2 separate regions of the Zea mays genome follow, and region 1 is linked to region 2. A link is a contact called in public Hi-C data. All regions are on one chromosome and are shown on one strand. The core of a region is the stretch at or near the end of the contact, and the rest is flanking DNA. Distances in the headings are between cores, read along the strand shown. Region 1 has its middle 55 kb from the start of LOC103637126. Region 2 holds the start of LOC100501498.

Region 1 (7,221 bases), core at 4,274-6,773, 300 kb before region 2:
CTCTTTTCTCTCATGCTGGGCGAGGTGAGAGCCACAGCCATCCATGACCATGAGTAACTTGTGCGCGCCTCGCGCGCGCGTAGGAAACATTCTGTAATATAAGTGATAAGAATATCCACGTGGCATGATTACGATTATTACTTGCTATATTGAATCCATTTATGTCCAAATATAGGGTAAAAGAAAATTTAGCAGAGCTGTTACGATAATTGACCATACCTATTGTTGTAAACAAATTCTGGGAAAAATCTATAAATTGACAACATGCACAAGATAAAGAATGAGAAGTGGTAAAAAAAGGTGAACTAAGTGGTGCACCTTGATCCAACTTCATTACTGGCTTTCTGTATAGGAGATGAATGATCTGTAAACACACAGCAATTAGTCTATATTGAATTACTGATTCGCTATGCTGATGAACATACAAAGATAAATAAAATAAAAACATTATAATAATAACAAAATAAAAACATTATAATAATAGACATAACCACTTGGCGTATTAATTCTATCTATGTGTCGCTGTATGGACTTGACTACTTGAGTAGCATGTTCATCGCTGAAATACTCGTGCGGATGCTAAAAATCCTTGTCGAGTGATGCCTTATTACCATTGCATGTCAGCAGGTGCATTCTCTAATAGCATGTCTACCTCTGCAAAATAAAACTTAGTCTTAGTTTCATACAGTTATCGGATACATATACTGATATACATACTTACCATCAAAATAATGTGTACACAAATAATAGCAATAGGTGAGAAAAAATTTCGAACAGAAGTGTGGAGCCTTGGGGCATAGAAAATGTAAGGGGCCGTTTGGGAGAGATCCAGCTTCAGTGTCTCCATGGAGTATATGTCTGCAATACTTTGAATTTAGATAAATGGCTATGCGCATATAAAATTGTTTACGCATAAGCATAAGTGGACATGTACATAGTGTGAGTGATGGATTGTTACCCTTTTTTTACAGCTAAGCATCATGTTTGAAAAAAAGGAAAAAATAGAAATTGTATATTTTGGTGGAGAACATGAAGAAGAACTGAGAAAGTGTACCTGATTCTCTGTTAGAAGATGCAGTCTATGTATTCTGACTCCTGAAGATTTGAACCTGTAGCTGAATGGCAAAATGGTGAGGAAGAATTCTGGTTTGTGCCATATATATACTTATTCTAAGTACGTATCTATATATGCATCTATTCATTTACCAATGTATATTATTTTTATCGACTGTATATATTTTTTATGTATTGTTTACGTGGAGTATATGTTTGCAATACGTTGCATTTATACGAATGGCTATGTGCATATGAAATTATTTATGCATAAGCATAGGTGGACATGTACACGGTGTGAGTGGTGGATTATTACCCCTTTTTTACAGATTAGGATAATGTTGGAAAAAGGGAAAATCAGAAACTGTATAATTTGGAGGAGAATATGAAGAAGAACTAATAATGCGTACCTGGTTTTCTGATAGAAGCACCAGTCTATGTATTTTTAACTTCTGAAGATTTCAAGCTATTGGTGAATGGCAAATCAGTGAGGAAGATTTCAGGATTGTGCCGTATAGGTTGAGGGGGATGTAAATAACGAAAAATAAATGGCATGTAAAGCATACCTGTTTTCTCCGGATAGAAACTGCAGACTATGCAATTAGATTCATGAAGATTCGAAGCAGTTAGTGACTGCAAAAATAGCAAGGAAGAATTTTGGTTTGTCAATAATTTCAAAAGTAATGTTGTGTGTATACGTAAATATTAATGATGGAGGAACATGAACAATTGTAGATAATGAATCTTTTTTATTTTTGGCACTGAACATGGTGTGTGTGTATCTGTGTACATAAATGGTATGAATGAACATCACGAGCTGCTTTGGATGGAGGATCTTATTTCACAATATAAATCAACCTAATATATACCTTGTGCTATGAATGTTAGATGCTTTCTGAGCTAACTTGGTGGCATTTGTAACATGGATGGTGAAGATACATTGGAGAATTATTTTCATTACGAAGCAATATAATGATTAGAATTGTTCTTCTCCAAAGGAACTGCCGAAAGACGCATACAGTTACAGAGGTATGCACAGTCCCTAAATTGGTAGGTTGGCATCGAAACAAATGGCTAGCGGATGAAGTTTCTTTTTCTTTTTTTTACATTGAACATGTTGTCTGTGTATCTATATGCATAAATAAATGGGTATGAAGGAAAACATGTAGTGCTCTAGATGGAGTCTGTTTCACAATGGTTGGCATTGAAACAAATATTCAGGTAACTTATATTGCTACCCTAGTACGAAGGACATACATTTCGAAGAATCCCGCATCTGCACGTCGATGAATTGGAGTGGGATTGTGGTGGGGGAAGCAAGAGGCTAGATGAAATCGTAACGGCGAGGGACACAGGTAGAAAGGTATTCATACCTCAGTGAATCGGCGTGACGATGAGGATTGGCTGCCCCGACAAGGAGACCAGACGGACAACTTGACGTAGGACTCGTGGGAGTCGATGGCGCACCATGCAGAAGTAGTCGACTGATGGCGCGCTCACTGAGGGAGACGACGATGATGACGACTCTCTCTCTTTTCCCCCTCACAACAGCGTGCGCACTCAACGGAGATTGGGGGCGAGGAGGACACCTCTTCGTGACTGTACCCCCACCTTTCTGCCTTATTGGCCGCCGTAGCTGGAAGTCTCCAGCGATCTCCACTGTAACCTCCCTTCTGGTTTGGCCAGAGCCTCTGCTGGTCGTATATCTTAAATCGAACGGCGGACAACATTTGGTGATACGTGGACACGCTGGTGTTGCTCCTTTGCTCCCCGCTCTATTATATAAGAATTTGCATTGGCTAGAACCTCTGCTGGTCGTATATCTTGAATCGAACGGCGGACAACATTTGGAGATACGTGGACACGTTGGCGTTGCTCCTTTGCTCCCTATATATGTGTACAAAATTGTATTATATAGAATATATAAAAATGCTTATTTTCCAAATATTCTCCATGATATCATTTAGGAAAGTCAGCTATATACATAATCAGTGTACATCTTTTTTCTACTTGTTACATATACTGTAACACTCTGATAATATATTAATATATGTAATCAAAACCTGCTACTTATATTCGTTTCTGACAGGGTACTGGGCTTTCAAGCACGCCCTTGCTCTACCATATAATGACAATTTAATTATGCTTTAATTAAACTTGACCAATTTTGTGTCAATAATTTTGTATCTGTAGGTGCTAGCCGCGGCGGCCTACCTCCTCCTCATCTCCCTCAAGTTCCGCCGCGTGCTGGACCTGGCGGCCACCGACCTCGCGGACGACCCTGCCGTCGCCGCCTTCTCCTCTCCGTCCTCCGCCGACCACCTGCCCCCGCCTGGGTCCGCTTCCGCCACCTCCTCCTCCTCGGCCCTGTTCCCGGTCTGCCCCTTCTGGCACCGCTACGACCGTGTGTCCCTCCCCGACCTCGCGTCCCGCAACCGCTCTGCACTCGACCGCATGGCCGACGACGCCTGGCGCTCGGCCTCACCGCCTGGGAGGACGCCGCTGCCTTCGCGAGGGACCCCTGGGCGCTGCTCCTCCAGGCTCCAGCTTCTCTGCCTCCACTTTAGACGCCGCCTCCTCCATGGTGCCTGCTGCAGGGAATTGCGGAGGCCGCAGCGTTGGTGCCGAGGAATCACGGAAGCCTCGGTGTTGGCGATGACGCGTTGTGAGAGCAAGGGAGCAGATTTCTAGCAACGCGACCTTGGGAACTGCCAACGGATGCTTCGGGAAATGGCTAGTCAAGGAGAGGCTATCTTGTATGCTGTATGCGAAGTGCGTTTGATAGCCGTTGGTATAGGATCCGGTGGCTGAGAATAAAAACGGTGACGTGGACAAACAGCGTAGCTCGTTTGCGTCACGGTTTGTATAGTAGTAACTAGTAACTGGCGCGCGCTACGCGCGCGTAGAATAATCGAAATATAACTGGTAAACATTTAGTGATGTAAGTGCTAAACTGCTAATATAGCAAGCTACGATCTTTCACATTTTTGGTCTAGCCTTACTAATCTTTGGTCAAGCCTTACTAATCTGACTTTATAGCAATGGGTTACAGTGGTACAGCAGAAGGCATGATCATCAATTAGTCTCTACTTCAGAACTCAAGAAAAAGAAGTCTACATAGAAAATAACCTTTCCTACTTCGTTTTCTTGCAACAAAGCAAGCAATTGGAGCCTCTTAAGGAAAGGCAAAGGAGAAAGTGGATCTGCATGGAGCAGCACCTCTGCTTGGGCTTGGGTTCTTGGCATGCCACATCCCTGCTCCCAAATCAAGAGCTGCTTTTGTTTGTCTTGTATTTCCTCAGATGCATTAAGCTTGTAGAATACAACACACATATCACTGAGATCACTGAGGGCAGACAAGGTTGGACTGGAAGTGAAGCACGAGAGAAGAAACATTCCTGCTCGAGCACACTACGGACAGTGCGCTCGCTTTGCCTTCATAGCTGGAGGGTATTGGAGGTCAACTTTGCAATCGACCTTTACAGCTTTGCGCACATGTTCAGTTCAATTCAGTGTTGCACCACGAGGGTAACAATGGAGGCATGCAGTGGTCAGTGGAGACGTACACTCAAATGAAAGTTTTGCCAGATCTATGAAGTTCTATCAAGTTTGCAGGCAGTTTCGCGCACCAGCAGCGTTGTGCCGGGGGTTGTCGTCGCGGGCGCGAGTGGCCTCAGGCGACGGGAGCTCGCCCAGACGTTAGGAGGAAAAAAGGAGGTCGACCGCGAGGCACGCAAGGAGGCGGTGGAGGCGTGCGACGATGGTGTTGCAGGCGTCGAGGAGCGTGATGCCGGCGTCATGTTGGACGGCGAAGACATAGCCATCACCGGAACCGGCGAGCTCTCCCCTCTCCCTCGGCGCAGGGGCAGCAAGCCCTGGAGGTGCGCGACCAGCGCCATGGCAAAATAGTGAGCCTCCCCCTTCCGCTGCGAGCTCGGCTAGGTTTGGAGTGGTGCTGCTGCTTATGGCCGAGGATCTAGATTGGGATAGTGGGGCTTGCGATGACATCTGCTGTGATGAGGAGAGGGAGGATGCAGAGGCCGGGCGGTGACGGTTGCGTCGGCGGTGTTGTGGAGAGGGAGAGAAAACCTGTGCATTGTAGGAAGGTTCAGGAAACTGTCTTTTTGTCCCTTCGAATTCGATCAGCCGTCAAAACCAAATCCTACGGTGTATTTTATTTTTGCTTACGTGGACAGGCTGAGAAGTGGCCGCTTTGTATATATAGAATTGGCGGGCGCTTGGATCTCGGGGGGCAATGTCGCCGGTGCAGCACGTAGACGTAGCACCATGAGCACATGCACATGGCCGGTGGGGAGGCGAGATGGGACCTTTCGCGGCGGCTCTGGTGTGGTGGGTACTGAGTGAGCGAGTAGTGAAGTGAGCGCCTGGGCGGGACTAGAACGGCCCAGCGGTGGCGGACTGCCCAGGTGAAGTGCACGGGCCGCGGGAGACTCTCGGAGGCCGGGGGGGAGCCACGGGCCCGCAGCAGGCAGAGACATCACTGTCGGCTTTCGCTTCATATAGGTGGGCTAACGGGCCTGCTTAATCTGTTTATGCTAAACCAAGTGGGCCAGATGCTGGTCCAGTGCCGCTACTAGTTTTTCGTTGTAGCAGGAACCGTGATGCCCGTTGTAATGTAAACCAGGTCCCTGTCAAAAAAAAGAGAAAAGATTCTACGGTTCTCCCTCGAGTAAAACCTGCGGTCAAGCTCAAATGGAACACCCGTCGAGAACACCACTACCACCAGGCATCAGATGCTCTGCTTGTGCCATGCCCTCCTTCCTCTCTTTTTCCCGGCCTCCCTCGCTTGCTCTTGTCAGCGTTTACGGCGCGCTCTATTCCCCGTAGCCGCATGCGTGGTCCAAGATGTCAAATCTGGTAGCTTGTGAGGTCACGTGACGACGGAGGCAGAGACAAAGGGGCTGTTTGGTTCAGCTTTTTTCTGACCAGCTTTTCTGAAAATCTAGCTGTGGGGAGAATCTGACTGTGGAGAAAATCTGAGTATCATTACGATTACGTGTGGAGGAAGATAAAGTTGTTCATAGAGCTCAGGATCTAGAAAGTGACGGATTCCTACTATTACAATGACTCAACCGATTATGTGTTTATGTTGATTTTAAATGGTTTTTGCCCCAACAAATTTTATAGAAGCTGGCTGAAAAGCTGAGCGTTTGGCAGTCCGCAGCAGCTTTTGGTGGCCAGAAGCTGCCAGAAGCCGAAACAAACAGGGCCAAAGCCATCCCTTCGTTACCCCCAAAGAGCAACCTCGTATCGGCAAAATTTGGGCGGCGTGCGCTTGGTTAGCGGGCCAACCGTAGCGGCAAAATTTGTTGAAGTAGCCTAGGAGGCTGTGGTTGGACGATTCGCTACGCACGCGCGTGGCGGTTCAAAGTATGAATTATTCTCTATCTCTATCTCTACTAATTATTAAGTCTACAATGTAGACCGCTCCCGCCTCAACATCCACGCCGCGAATCCCGCTCACGCCAGCCCGCACGCGGATCCAGCGCCCCTCCCCGTGGATCGCCCGCCCGCACGCGGATCCAGCGCCCCCCCCCCTCCGCCCCACGACGGCTCCCGTGCACGCGGAGCACGTCATGCCGGTTACGCGCACCTGCACCCGCCGCATGCCGGCCTCCGCCCGGTCCCCCTCCGCCTCCGGCCCCACCCCGGCCTCCTCGTCGTAGGATCCCAGCAGCGCGACCTCCTCCATCTCGTCGTCGGCGCCGCCGGTGAGCGCCATGAGCTGGAGGTGGGCCATGGCCGTCGGCGACGGGTAGGCGGGGGAAATGCTCGTGAGGGGAGCGGAAATTGTGGGGACGGGAGGTGGGACGCGCAATGACGGAAGGGAGACCGGAGACGGCTGCTGAGGGGTTGTTTGAATACGATCGTTGGATCCGGAGGGGGTTTCTGCAAATACTGCAGTAGACTGCCCCCGCCTCAACATCCACGCCGCGAATCCCGCTCACACCAGCCCGCACGCGATTCACCGCCCGCCCGCACGTGGATCCAGCCCCCCCCCCCCCCGCGATTCACCGCCCGCCCGGCTTCGTGCCCTTCCCCCGCTACTGCGACCGCGAGGAGGAGGAGGAGAAGCGACAGTGGTCGTCGGTGGCTGTCAGCGACGACGACGACCGCGAACGCCGCCGCTACAGGCACCGGCACCGC
Region 2 (7,508 bases), core at 1,262-3,761:
CTCGAATAATTTAGATTTGAATTGCAAGTCACTCGAAAAATGAAAAATCGTGATAGCGAAAATGATATCCATGTTATTTAGCACAAGTTACGACTGATTTAAGGGGCGAACCAGAATTTTCGAGCACTATGCTCATGTTACATGACCGTGAACTTACGATCAAGTTGTTTAAAAATTGTATAAAACACAAACAAAGTCAGAAAATCATAAAACTTGCCCATATGTCATTATATCATATGTAGAGGCTATGATAAAAATTTAAGAATGTTTCGAAAAAGTGTGACACGCTATGTATAGAAATCTAGCCGGTCTACGTTAAAGCCGTTGTCGATGCAAACACTTTTATAATTGTCGAGACCCGAAAAAAATACTCGCATAAAAGCCGTTGTCAATGTACAGTTCGTCGAACTTTCTTTGTCAATTATCATACTCGATAAAGTTTTTGCCAAGTGTTTATCAGACTTTGTCGGATGATTTAAATAGTGATTTAGACACTCGGCAGAAGCTGTTTCCGGTAGTAAGATGACACGCCAACCATTGCAGCAACGAGCAAGTAGTACGAAGTACTAATAATGTGGACTTGTCTTCTGCCAGTTGCATACAAGATATTTCTTCACCTTCGCATCCAAGCGCGCGGTTCTAAGGCCAAGTTCGCTGCAGCCTGCCACCAAATCGATTGGTTTCCAGGTTCGCAGTATCTTCTCGCCGGCTGTTGCTGTCCTAGGCCGGCCAATGTAATGTGTCTCCCCCGGCGGGGCTCGTGACAGTGCCGGGGACCGACGGAGGTGAGGGATCGGGCCACCGGCCACCTGCGTGCTGTTGGCTGTCTCGCAGCTTTGTTGCCGGGGGTACAGACGTACAGTAAACATGGTAGGGCAGCCTCTGCGCCATGGCTGGCCTGTTGGCCGTTGTCGCACCTATAATTCACTAATTTTAAACTTTGCAAAAGTCATCGTCATATCCATTGTCTCTACAAATTCCACCAAATAAATTGCATCTAGATTTAACATAATATCAAAACTAATGATTCAGATCGTTGGATATTTCTCATTTCCTTTCTCACTAAAATCCAGTGAACAATATTATTTAGATCTCCGGCGTTAGCACATGCTATATGCTAGTATTTACCATGTTTGGGAGAGGCTGACAGGCCACAGAGTAGAGATAGCAATAGAGAATTCCCCGTCGGAGAATACCACCCATCTCTGTCCATGTGACTAAAAAAAATTCCCCACAGGGGTCCCACAAACACTTACAGGGAAGGTTTCTTTCCCATCTCTGTTCTCTTAAATTATAATTATGATATACATTATTTATTATTAATATAAAATATTATCACTTAATATAAAAAATCATTATATGTACATTAAAATAAACACATCTGTACAATAAGTAATCTTCTGATAAGATAATTATTTAATTTTATTAATAACTATTACATAAAAACATGGTCACATACAAATTTAATATATCACGCGAAGAACGAGGATGAAGAATTTTTCCCGTCCCATCTCTGTTTACGGAGAACAGTTTTTTCCCGTTTATACCCTCGCCAGGAGGTAAGAAACTTTTCTATTCTTATTCCCTACTAGATAAATTCCTTGTGGAGAATCAGGAATCAGGTCCATTGCCATCAGAGGTGCAAAACATCAATGGCTGTGCTACGTAGAAGCGTAGTGACACTGACTTCCTAGGCTTCATGACAGCAGGCCTCATATTCGGACAGTTTGTTCCGTGGGTGGCACTGGCACTCAAGGCCTAGTTTCCCCAGAAAACATGGCGCAGGATACCTCAAAATTGTGGCCTGGTTTATGGGCTCATCACAATTGGGTTACAACTTGCCCAGGTTAGCCAGGGACGGCCCGATGGGACAGCAACGCGCGCAGGTGTCAGATCGGTAAGCCCATAAACACGGTGCTTCCTCGCGGGTGCGTCGTCGTCGTTCACTTGCGCCCGGCCGACACCCTGTCACTACAAGCAGCGTGCGGCACCCTAGTGGCCTTGTACAGCGTACCATCCACGAGCGGACGAGCCACCAAACCCGACGTCGAGCTCCCTCCGTCTCCGACGCAAAGCTGTGGCTCCGCCGCTTCCACGCCGCGCGCGCGGGTGGAGCCTGGGGCCTCGGGGCCGTGTGCCATGTGCGCTGCCACCCGCCGCGGCTGCCGCGAACCTCGGCCGCGCGTGGGCGCTGGCCCCCGCGGGTGGCGCTGTCTGATGGCTGTCCGGTGCTCTGCTTCTGCTCCGTGCTTGCTCTCCCCGTGTCCCGCACGGCCACGGCCACGGCCAGCCCCGTGACAGCATGACAGCAACGCCGCACCGTCGCGGGGATACTAATATTTCCCGAGCCCTGGCGCCTTGTGGCGGCGCGGTGGACCACGCGACAGCCCGCACGAGGGGCGGTCGTGTAGCACGTGCGTGCAACAGCCGTTCCACACCCGGTTCGGCTAGGTGCAGATCCTCGACACTACTTGTGTTTGGTTCGGTCTCCGGTGAGCAGTGAGCTTCAACTCCATCATCGGTAGCCTCAAGCTGAAGCTCCATGCAAATGGGCCCAAGAATACGACGCGAACAGGCGAGATGCAGATGAACAAGTGCATGTGCACGGATCCAAGCTCTCTGGATGCCTTGCCTTGCCTATATAAAGGTCCGCAGCACCACACATCACCACACACTTCAATTACGATTATTCCAGATAAGCACGATCCGATGATGGCCCCACCGATATCCGCCGATGCCTTGGTGGAGGCTGCCTCGGCCGTCGCCGCGTACCCAGCCATCGCGCCGAACAGAATGCTTTGCAAGGACGCGCCGGCGCCGGCCATCTCTGTCGTCTCGAAGCAGACGGTCCGGCCCGCCGGCGCGTCGGCGGCGGTCGGCAGTGGAGACCTCAGGCTCTCGGTGTCGGACATGCCGATGCTATCGTGCCACTACATCCAGAAGGGGCTGTTCTTCCCGCCGCCTCCTCCCGGCGTGCTGGCGGCCTCGCTGGTGTCGTCGCTCGTGGCGGCGCTCTCCCGCGCGCTCGGCGTCTTCCCCGCGCTCGCCGGCCGCCTCGTCACGCTCCACGACGACAGCATCGTGATACGGTGCGGCGGCGACGACGCCGCCGTCGAGTTCTACCACGCGGTGGCGCCGTCTCTGTCGCTCGGCGACTTCCTGGTGCCCGGCGCCGACGTGCCGACCCGTTTGACGAACGGCCTGTTCCCCATGGACCGGACGGTGAGCTACGGCGGCCACGGCCGCCCGCTCACGGCGTTCCAGCTCACCGTGCTCGGCGACGGCGCCGTGTTCGTCGGCTTCGTCGCCAACCACGCCGTCGTGGACGGCACCTCCTTCTGGCACTTCTTCAACACGTGGGCGGGGCTGTGCCGCGGCGCGCCGGTCCGGGAGCCCGACTTCCGCCGCAACTTCTTCGGCGACTCCACCGCCGTCCTACGCTTCCCCGGAGGCGCGAGCCCCGCCGTGACGTTCGACGCCGACGCGCCGCTCCGCGAGCGGATCCTCCACTTCAGTGCTGCCGCAATCAGCGAGCTGAAGGCGACGGCCAACCGCTCGAAAAGAGCAGGTCAGGAAGCCGAGGCTAACGGCAAGCTCGCGCACGACGACTCCAGACTTGAAGGGCGTTCCGGTGAAATCTCGTCGTTTCAGTCGCTGTGCGCGCACATCTGGAGGGCGGTGACGCGCGCGCGCCGGCTGCTGGCTGCCGACAAGACGACGACGTTCCGCATGGCCGTGAACTGCCGGCACCGTCTGCGCCCGGCGATCTCCCCGCTCTACTTCGGCAACGCGATCCAGAGCGTGGCGACGACGGCCACCGTAGCCGAGCTGGCGTCCAACGACCTGGGCTGGGCGGCCGCCCGGCTGAACGCCACCGTGGCGTCGCACAAGGACGGCGCGATCCGGCGCGCCGCGGCGGAGTGGGAGGCCGCGCCCCGTTGCTTCCCGCTAGGCAACCCCGACGGGGCGGCCCTCACGATGGGGAGCTCGCCTCGGTTCCCGATGTACGACGGGAACGACTTCGGGTGGGGCCGCGCGCTCGCCGTGCGGAGCGGCCGCGCGAACAAATTCGACGGCAAGATGTCTTCGTTCCCCGGACAGGCTGGGGACGGTAGCATCGACGTGGAGGTGTGCCTCGCGCCAGACACCATGGCGCATCTCCTCCTCGACAAGGAGTTCTTGCAGTACGTGTCCTCCCCTGCACCGTGAGGCGGTGACAGAGTGAATGTGTGGCTTGTTGCTGCGCAGCTACATATAGTAACTGGATTTGTACCCTTTCAGCAGATATCAAGTGCTTGCCAACTTTAATGAGTTTGAGTGACCATGTAGATGTAGAGAGGCTGTTCTGCTGTTTCCTTCGTGATGCCGTTGTAGGCTAGCAGCACTAGTTATGGCTTCCGAGCAGGTGTGGCAAAACGGTTATGACTTATGATAGACGGATATGGTTTTTAGGCTCCTTTGTGTTAAGTAACCCTAGTTAGGGTTATGTGCACAAATACTTGCTTTGTCCCTGAGGGGTCTCACCTCTCTATATAAGGAACCTATACACCCCCTCATAATACAGAGAAGAGAAAGAGGCCAGAGGTCCAACCCTATATCATGTGTCTCATGTGTTACTCTGTCGTGCTTGTGGGAAGGGAGACGGGTTCTCTACAGCTTCTCGCGCCTCTACTGCTGACGGGAGGGAAGAGAGCGGATCTGGTGATCCGTGGTGACGTAGTTCTCAATACGTTATCAGCACGCTCTACATCGACGTTGCTGTGGATCAGATCTGCATCAACTCTTCGTCAAGCCGGCAGGTCTCCCGGTCTAGCCGAACTGTCCTACGCGACAGTCTTCGATTCTGCCTCTACGCAATCGAGCGGTATGTAAATTTTTAGATTGGATATGTGATTCACTTTACAATCTAACCTTTACGGCGAAGAAGAAAAAAAGTTTCCTAAAGAAACTAGGCGCGGGCATGGCCCTGCCTCCGCAGGCCCTCCCTTCCACTCACCCGATTGACGCAGCATCGGCGGCACACGCGGCGCCCTGGTGGCTCGCGTCGACAATGGCACATTGCCAGCAGCATCGCCGCCGGGTTTGGTAGAGGCCCCATGGAGTCCGGGGCACAGGGGCAACCGTGCTGTTAGCGACAGGGTCAAATTTGTACGTGTGTGCCTACTGAGGCAGGCACCAGCTGTTGGCTATGGCCTGAGAGCAAGCCCAGGCTAGCCGTCCGGTCGTTGATCTGAAGCCCTCTGCCCATGCGATCCGTCGTCGCAGGCTGATGGCTGCATGCAAGGGGATCCGTTTTTTCTGGGATGGCATGGGCGGTTCCCTGTTGAGACTGGATAAACACTATATAAAAAAATCGCATGCCCGCATGCAGCGAATCTAACGCACGACTGCATGTTTGAGTTGGTTGCTGTAGCGGAGAAAAAAATGGCATCGTTTTTGGGCTTTGACCGCGTGCGCGCAGGGTCATGCGGCTAGAGGTGGATTAAATGAAAAGGAGGCACCGTATACCAGTTGATGACATAAAAAAGAGAGAATAAAGATTGTTTTATATTTCAGTTTATATATTAATCAATTACTTTCCATAACAAATAAATAGTAGAAAAAATGCATGTTTAAAAATGGAAACATACCTTTTACATCTGATGTGGTATGTCCATGCATTAATTCTAGTATTGTTTTTCTGCTTTATTTCTTGTAATAGATAATTGACAGAATTTATTAAAATAAATGAATGCTATATTGTGCATAATCAAATCGCTCTAAATATTTATGTTGCATTGAGCTTAAGACTCATGCTGAGTGATTAAATTGTATAGTGGGTACTCGGACACACTGATCAGGTTGCGTTGGTAATCGACTGAGTTATGGCATTAGCTGAATATTGGCTGCGCCCTGGCAACACGACGCAATATTTGTGCCGTTCGAATTTGGCTGCGTCATATGATTGCTATGTCGCGCTCTCACTTAATCGGATCGCTCCCGTTGAGTCGGACCGCTATCGTCGAGTCACACATTTTTCGAGGGCCCTAAAGGCATTGCATGTGTGTCGCAACTATTGAGTCACAATTGCGCTTGTTGCGTTTGTTGTGTCTGTTGCGCGTACATATCGTGTACCCCAACTACCAAGCCACAGTTGTGTCTGTTGCGCTTATTATGAAGGCTGGATGTGTTGTCGTAGCCCTGATGGCTGCACACGCGTTGACATCAGACGCTAGAGCTTGTACTCGTGTGGATTGTGATGGGTTGTTCAAGCCCCTGAAGCCACATCATAGCGCAACCTTCATAAACAATTTTATTTGGCTCTATATTTTATTTGATTGTGTTGTGTGACATCATATATTTATATATATCGCCAAGTGGCCATAACAACTATATCAAGCTCTTTATAGCTTGGACATCTTGGAAATTAAACTGAAATACAATAAAACACAGATAAGTTAATTCTCTGCTCTCTCCTCATGCATAAAGTTTTACCCGAAGTAACCTGAAGAAAATCAATATTAATGCATGAAAGCCTTTTTGGCATCAAAGACATCACAAGTTGAGATTCTATTAGTAAGCAAAAGACCTTACCAAATGAATAAACACTATAAATCTCAGTCATAGATTGCTCAACTAGATGTTGGCACATTGCTCCCTTATTCGTTGGACGACATGAAGCAAACTCTGAGATAAAAGGATATGTAACCCCTAGCAACACGAAGTTGCAAGTATACCGAGAGGTTATTCTGAGAAATTTTTCACTATATTGGTGTGAAAAACCATTGTGTGTTCTCGTCGAACCACTTTACTTGTCCTGTCTAGGACCTCTATGCTTGTGTTGCATACATCTCTCAAAATTGTAAATACTTATAGTCGCTGAATTGACTTAGGATAGTCCTTTGACAAGTTTGGTATACACTGTATGCTAAATGGTAAAGGTCGGTCCTGAATGGACATATACCTAGAGTTTATGTAGCAGAACTACATTGGATTCCACCCTTTAACATGCTTGTCATAATCTATCTCTGATCTACCAGGAGTAAGAAGAGTAGAAAATAAGCATGAAATCCCATATTACCACAGCGCTTGAAGTGAAATTGGGCATTAATATGTCATTGGTCTGTGGCGCCGGAAGATCCATAATTCGTAACCACTAAGCTATTGGTGATGGTAATTTGTGATAGAACTATGAATATCTTGTGGAGACAGGATGATTCCTTCATACGAGAGCAACACTTTCTGTTGTTGAAGACGGATCCTAGGCGGATACCAGTCTTGTTTCGTTCTTGCCAAGTAGTTATCATCATTTGCTTCATCAAAAGCTAGTTATATGGTGATTTTTACCAGATAAAATGAATTCTTGGCCTTGTCTGTTCTATTCCAAAGCTTCTCTTTTTGCTGAATAAAGAAGAGATCGAAATAATGCTATATAGAACAATTTGGTGTATAATATGAGAAGAAAAGTTTGCCCCGTTGGCAGCTTACACAACAAATATTTGACTGTTGTTATAAGTTCTCTCTTAAAA

Evidence for each region. Hi-C and Micro-C count contacts between places; a contact is called where the count stands out from the background.
Region 1: a contact with region 2 is called in a Hi-C map of ear, with 2.3 times the contacts expected there. The contact joins the enhancer-like site here to the promoter of LOC100501498 in region 2. A contact is called at or near these places in 3 of 25 Hi-C or Micro-C datasets (ear, leaf and tassel).

Annotation. Positions count from the first base shown.
Region 1 is chr8:98,852,478-98,859,698 of Zm-B73-REFERENCE-NAM-5.0, reverse strand. No RefSeq gene overlaps it. Among protein-coding and RNA genes, the nearest start is that of LOC103637126, 55 kb to the right of the region's middle. Within about 2 kb of position 5,523, at least 20 of the 20 cell types and tissues checked have an H3K27ac peak or open chromatin away from gene starts, as enhancers often do. A contact at or near this core is called in ear, leaf and tassel, where this site is marked.
Region 2 is chr8:98,550,344-98,557,851 of Zm-B73-REFERENCE-NAM-5.0, reverse strand. It overlaps LOC100501498, which reads left to right and starts at 2,511. Exons shown (of 1, transcript NM_001322947.1): 1 at 2,511-4,308. The coding sequence starts at 2,581. The coding sequence ends at 4,209.